Regions from separate parts of the Mus musculus genome. Here region 2 is linked to region 1. The links are chromatin contacts, called in public HiChIP or PLAC-seq maps. All regions are on one chromosome and are shown on one strand. The core of a region is the stretch at or near the end of the contact, and the rest is flanking DNA. Distances in the headings are between cores, read along the strand shown. Region 1 holds the start of Birc3 (baculoviral IAP repeat-containing 3). Region 2 has its middle 41 kb from the start of Birc3.

Region 1 (3,223 bases), core at 175-2,674:
GATCACAAACGAAGTTCTTCTACTAGAGCTCCTGTTGGAACTGTGGTCCCTCTCAGCTGAGCCCACAATAAGGCATTTTATCTCTAGATTGACCAGGGCAGGTTTCTCACCGCTAGATTATGTCTCCTTAAGTCTGATGCTAATTGGCTGAAGATGGAGGAAAGCAGACAAAGTTTCTCTGTGTAGCCTGGCTGTCCTGGAACTCACTCTGTAGATCAGGCTAGCCTAGAACTCACAAATATCCATCTACCTCTGCCTCCTGAGTGCTGGGATTAAAGGCATGCATCACCACTGCCTGGCAAGAGTCAAGTTTTTACAAGAACATTGATATAGCTAAGCACCTTCCCTTGAAAGAGAAAAAGCTAAAAGAAGGAATTTTGTTTTTCTAGATTTATTCATCCTGTTTATAAAACAAAATTTGACAAGGAAAAACTAAACAAAAATACAAGAAAAAAAAAACCACTAAAACAGATCAGGACAAAAAAAACAAAACAAAACAAAAACCCCAGACTTTTAAAAAAACATATTTTTAAAGATTTATTATTATATGTAAGTGCACTGTAGCTATCTTCAGACACACCAGCAGAGGGAGTCAGATTTTATTACAGAGGGTTGTAAGCCATGTGGTTGCTGGGATTTGAACTCAGGCCTTTGGAAGAGCAGTCAGTGCTCTTAACTGCTGAGCCATCTCTCTAACCCTTTCAAAATATTTTTTAAAACGTATTTATATATTAAATATGTGTACAGGTGTTTTGCCTCACGCCTGTGCGAATACAGGTGCAGTGCCTGAAGAGGCCAGAAGGCCGCAATGGATCTCCTGGAACTGGAGTTACAGATGTCTGTGAGCCATCTTGTGAATGCTGGGAGCAGAACCTTGGTCCTCTACCAGAGCAGCAAGTACTTTTAATTGCTTAGCCACGTCTCCGGCCCACAATCACACCTTTCAAATACAAGAATCAGTGTGGTTCTAGCATTTTTAAAAAACAAAGTCTTACTATGTAGCCCAGGCTGGCCTGGAACTCACAGAGATCCTCCTGCCTCGGCCTTCTGAGTGCTGGGATTAAAGGCATTTGCTGCTACCCGCAGCTGTAGTTCTGATCTTTGAAATAATAAAAATAACCTGAAATTGAGATCCATACGTGTTTTGTTTTGTTTGTTTGTTTGTTTTTAACAAATGTTCCTTTCAGCTCTCTTTCTTGATAAAAACAAAAAGTGAAACCAGAGACTTTTACAGAGTTACTCGGGTTTTTTTCCTCCTAACGTCTTACTTTTTTAACTTAGCAGTTATATTCCGGACAGTTGTGGCTCTTTTTTTACAGTGAAGGACTTGGAGGCTGCAGGAGGGAAGCGCGGTGAGGGTGGGGTGGGGATAGGCCTCTTAAGGCGGAACTCACAGGCTGCACATCTGTTTTCAATGTTTTGTAAGAGCCAAGAGCCTTCAAGTAAAAACTTTCAGTAAATGACACGAAGAGGAGCTGGGTCCAGGAAGTCACGCACAGAAGAGCCACGGAAATCCCCAGCCAGGGTGGCCACCAAGGGTGAGGAGGAAGTGCGTCTGGTTTTCACCCTGGAGTTCCCCGGAGCCCTGGAGGAAAGCACCGCAGGTCTGAGCAGCCCTGAGCCGGGCAGGGTGGGGGCAGTGGCTAAGGCCTAGCTGGGGACGATTTAAAGGTATCGCGCCACCCAGCCACACCCCACAGGCCAGGCGAGGGTGCCACCCCCGGAGATCAGAGGTCATTGCTGGCGTTCAGAGCCTAGGAAGTGGGCTGCGGTGAGTACGCGCGCGCGTGGGGATCCAGCCAGGGTCCCCGTAGTGGCTCGAGGATCACCGGGGTGACTAGATCCGAAGGAGAACCTGCAAAACCCGTTTCTATGCATCGGTGGTCCTGCGGGAGGGCGACCTACAGGTTGGCCACGCTGACCCTGGCTGCCCCCCCTCCCCCCACCCCCTCCCCGCTTGCGGGAGCTCGACTTTCTGAGTCTTTTCCGGTCTCTGACTTTCTGAGTGAGGCGTAGGTGCCGAGAAGTTGCATTTTAATTAGGCTGCTGCGGGAGGCATCTGGGAGACTTGACACAGTGAGAACTCTGGCGTCTAAGGATGAGCTTGTGGAAAGCTCATGGTTGTTTTCTTGGTGGCCAGCTCAGGAAAACACTACAGCTCTTTCTTTTTTTTTGGGGGGGGGGGGGTGTTTCGAGACAGGGTTTCTCTGTGTAGCTCTGGCTGTCCTGGAACTCATTCTGTAGACCAGGCTGGCCTCGAACTTAGAAATCTGCCTACCTCTGCCTTCCAAGTGCTTGGATTAAAGGAGTGATGGGTGTGTCAGAGACCATTTCACACTATAGCTGACTGGGGCTTTGAACTTCGGAAAAATCCTCCTGCCTTAACCCCTTCAGTGCTGGGATTATAGGCCTGAGTCACTGTACTCAATTTCTCAGCAGTGCTCTTAATCTAGCCGGTAAATCTCTGGAGTCGTTTCTGTCTGCCCCAAGCCAGGTTCTGATCATCCGTTGTAAAAAGCAGGTGCCATTACTATCCCCTTTTCGCACCTAGGAAACTGAGGCACGAGTGGCTTTTCTTAGTCTCACTATGGAGCACTGGTTGGGCTGGAACTGGATAAGTAAACAGGCTGGCTTTGAACTCAAGGAAACACTGACGTCTACCCACCTCTGCCTCCAGGGTAATGGGATTAGGGGCGTGTCTGGCCACTTGGTGGTTTTCTTGCCCAACATTACACTGTTGGTGGAAAAGGGACTGACTCTCTTGAAATCCTGTGATGTGAGACTCCAGAGCATGGGAGTAAATTGCCACGAGGTCAAGTTAGCAGTAATAGGGGGAAATTAACAAATGAAAGTGCCATGAACATGCTGGGCACAGCCAGCTGTGCTAAGAAATTCTTCCATGCCAGTGTTTGCTGGGGTTAGTAGTGCAGGTCTGTAATCTTAGCACTTGGGAGGTGGAGGCTGAAGGATCAGGTGTCCAAGGTCAGTCTGGGCTGTGTGTCTCACACAACAGCAGCTAGGCACTGTAGCTGCAGCTACTACAGAGGTTAAAGCTTATTTCCTATTCTGTAGGAGATATGGTCCAAGGTGGAGGGAGGAAGATGGCACAGCTAATTGCTCCAGAGGGTGGGGGCACACAATAGTCTCTGGGTCTACTGGACATGGTAGTGTAAGCAGAGAAGAAACTGGGGTGCCAAGCTCATCTATAAGGAACCACTGGAAA
Region 2 (3,369 bases), core at 678-3,177, 41 kb before region 1:
ACTCTTGGTCGCTATGGGAATAGCCATAGGTTTTGGTACTGGAACTGCAGGGATAACGACTTCGATGACCCAATGTAATACATTCACTTCCCAGTTTGAAAACAATCTTAAAGAAATGACTGCAACTGTGCTCACTATCCAGAAACAGATGGATTCTTTAGCAGCCATGGTGCTTCAGAACCAATGGGGGCTAGAGGTCCTGATAGCTAAAGAAGATGGACTTTGCCTGTTCCTCCTTGAAGAATGCTGTTTCTATATCAACCAATCCGAGACAGTGAGAAAATCCAGGAGACAGAGATAAAGAACTTCAGGGAGGGCTGGAGAGATGGCTCAGAAGTTAAGAGCACTGACTGCTCTTCCAGAGGTCCTGAGTTCAATTCCCAGCAACCACATGGTGGCTCACAACCATCTGTAATGGGATCAGATGCCCTCTTGTGGTGTGTCTGAAAACAGCTACGGTGTACTCACATAAACTAAATAAATAAATCTCAAAAAAAAAAAAATCAAAAAACAAAAACAAAAAACTTAAGGCAACCTGAGACCTCCAGTTCTGGGATTTTAAAAAACCGTCTATGGGAGTGGATCCTTCCTTTTGTAATGCCTTTTCTAGTCATCCTCCTGGTGTTTTTATCCACTCCCTGCCTCATTAATCTTGTTTCTACATTCCTCCAACAACAAATACAAAAAAATTCTAATCAAACTATTAATCAGCTCTTATTACAGGATTACCAGCTGCTGCCTACAGAAGATACTCTGTCCACAGAGGAACCTGATGTGAATGTTTACCAAGTGGATCCCGATGGTGAAAGTCAGCTACACCCCAAAATTGACGACGCCCCTAGACATCAGGAAGCAGCTTAAGAGACGCGACGCCCTCATCCCCCCCCCTTTCTTTTCTTCTCTTTATCTTTTTTTTCTTTTTGGTTTTTCCTGCCCGGCCTTCTCTTTATAATAATAAAAAGGAGGTATGTTGTTCTAAGGACCTCCGAAACCCGTGACATCGCATAGGCGCAACCCACACACCTGTTGTCAAGGCAACAGCCACCATATTCCCAGAATTCACTTGCCTCACCTCCCACCTTTACCTGTGACTATTTCACCATCCATTTATAAAGAAATGTTCCCTTGATCTCTCTCCCCCCTCCTCTCTTTCTACTGCCACCTTGCCCTTCTTTCTCTCAATAAACCTCATGTGAATATTCTAGGGAAAAAAAAAAAAAAAAAAAACTTGCCCTGGAAGGTTAGAGTTTTACAGTCATCCTCTGCCATAAGTGAGAAGTCACTTCCAGCACCTAGGTCTGTCAGCTTGGCATCTATAGAGAGGAAACAGTCATGCTCAGATTTATGGGTGACTTTTTGCCATGCCTCCTGGCTACTGTGACTAGTTTCCTGGTTTCTCATAGCATTTCCCGTATGCCTGGGCAAGACTTCTGTGTCAATCCTTCCTGCGGGAGGCTCTGCTCTGCGGCCCTGTTCTGTATGGGCGGGGCATCCTGAAGTGCCGGGGGAAGGGGGGGTGGGGAATCCTGTGCACTACGCATGCGCAGGGCCTCAGCAGCCCAGTCGTCTGGCCAGCTCGGTAGAGCTCCTCCTGGCTATGGGAAGGGCATAGTAATGACCTGAGACTTCTGTAATTCCGCTTTTGTGTCCCTTGCGCATAGAATGAGGTTAATTTGATCCTTACCTTGTGCAGCTGTTTGATGACTGAAAAAATAATCTAGTTTGTCTTTATGCATAGCCCTGCCAGGTACTTATTAGTGCTAGTTTATTTTTTTCCACATACTTCCAGAATCAACAATTGGCTCAAAGGATCCACTTGTTTCCAAAATTGCGGATCGAACAGCCAGAAAACTACACAGGCTTACTGTCCAGTAAGGAGTCAGACAAGTACACCTAGAGGAAGCAACTGGCAGGACTGATGGGAGGGTGCGGGAACTCTGGCCGCGCCCCAACCTGTGCCTAATCCGTTCTCAAATTGACACAGAAGCCCTTCCATGAAGAATCAAGAAGACAATGAAGTTGGAAAAGGCCTGATTGTGAACAAAGACCTACCTAAATAATAGCATGTGGGCCATAGAGCTTTATCTTGTTTCATTTCATTAAGACAATTCACATTGTATCAGAGTCATGACAATCCCAATTCAAATGCTGGGAATGCAAACAGGAACCACCCACTTGCCTGAATCGCGCGCGCGCGCGCGCGCGCGCGCGTGTGTGTGTGTGTGTGTGTGTGTGTGTGTGTGTGTGTGTGTGTGTTTGGGTCTCCTTGCAAACAAGCATGGTAAATACCGTTTACTGTGGATTGTTATTCTGAAGCAGAAAGAGGTCTCTGAGGGTCTTAGAGGGTCTGATTTTAAGGAAGGTTTTTGAGATCTCCCTGCTTAGATGTCATATGGATATGCAAGGCCTGATCCAGCTACTAAGACTACTACCTACTTTATAAAACCACAAAAACATAGCCCGGAATCTGGCATTTTTAAAGTAATGTGATATCCTCCCCCCACCCCCACAGCCCCCACCCCGTACTAAATAAAACAGTCATTAGCATACTACCTAAGAGTCACATGACTTCCTCTGGCATCTCAAAAAGCAAATGGAAAAATTTGAGGTAAGACTATATAATTCTAAATTCTCAGATACTAATGAGATGGTCAGTTCTCCCCTATATTGAGGACTGAGTTTGGCTTTAATGGCTCCTCTATAACCTTAAGATGTTAAATCCAAAAGTAAACCTTAGTTCTTAGCATAAACAAAAATCTTTATACTTTCTTCCTTGAACTACCCCATTTGTAGACTTTTTTTCCCCCACTCTCTTCAGCTTGTCGTGTTCCTAGGCTCAGAAAGCTAGGAGGCCATGGGAAGTGTTATCAGACTTTGCAGTAGGAAGCTGCCACAGGCCTGGACTAGCAGGCTGGCTTGGATTAGAAGCCCTAAGCAAGCTAGCATAGTTAGGCCTCTCCTGGGCATTCTGTTAGATGATAGGTGAGTTGAGATGCTCTTACTTCAATGATGCACCATACACCCTCACATGCTGCTTTTGAAACAGCCGTTTTCAGGATTAGCTAATAATTAATACTTTTGTTCCCATTTAAATCCATTGGTCAGTGAGTGCAGATGTGTACATGGAACCTGAAGCTCAGATTTGGCAAGGCCAGCTGGCCAAAGAGCTCTGGGATCTGCCTCTGTCCCCACTCCCCAGCACTGAAGTTTCAGATACACACCATTAAACCTGACTGTTTACTCATGTGCTCATGCTATTATGATGTTTTCCTGGTTAAGCCATCTTCTTGGTTCTCTTTGTTGGGTTTTTAGCACCTTTTGTTGTAGAGTGAATGAGAAAAAATAATTTCTCTAATTTACACACAAGTG

The links. HiChIP or PLAC-seq counts read pairs in DNA pulled down with a chosen protein or histone mark.
Region 2: a contact with region 1 is called in an H3K27ac HiChIP or PLAC-seq map of embryonic stem cells, with 48 read pairs. The contact joins the enhancer-like site here to the promoter of Birc3 in region 1. A contact is called at or near these places in 1 of 39 promoter capture datasets (erythroid cells), 1 of 15 datasets of contacts at CTCF or cohesin (CD8 T cells), 5 of 484 Hi-C or Micro-C datasets (all in embryonic stem cells), 5 of 115 datasets of contacts at active chromatin or transcription factors (embryonic forebrain, embryonic stem cells, intestinal crypt epithelium and 1 more) and 3 of 9 other capture datasets (adipose tissue, liver and pancreatic islet).

What each region holds. Positions count from the first base shown.
Region 1 is chr9:7,871,371-7,874,593 of GRCm38.p6, reverse strand. It overlaps Birc3 (baculoviral IAP repeat-containing 3), which reads left to right and starts at 1,424. Exons shown (of 9, transcript NM_007464.3): 1 at 1,424-1,771.
Region 2 is chr9:7,912,814-7,916,182 of GRCm38.p6, reverse strand. No RefSeq gene overlaps it. Among named protein-coding and RNA genes, the nearest start is that of Birc3, 41 kb to the right of the region's middle. Within about 2 kb of position 1,927, at least 158 of the 459 cell types and tissues checked have an H3K27ac peak or open chromatin away from gene starts, as enhancers often do. A contact at or near this core is called in embryonic stem cells, intestinal villus epithelium and liver, where this site is marked.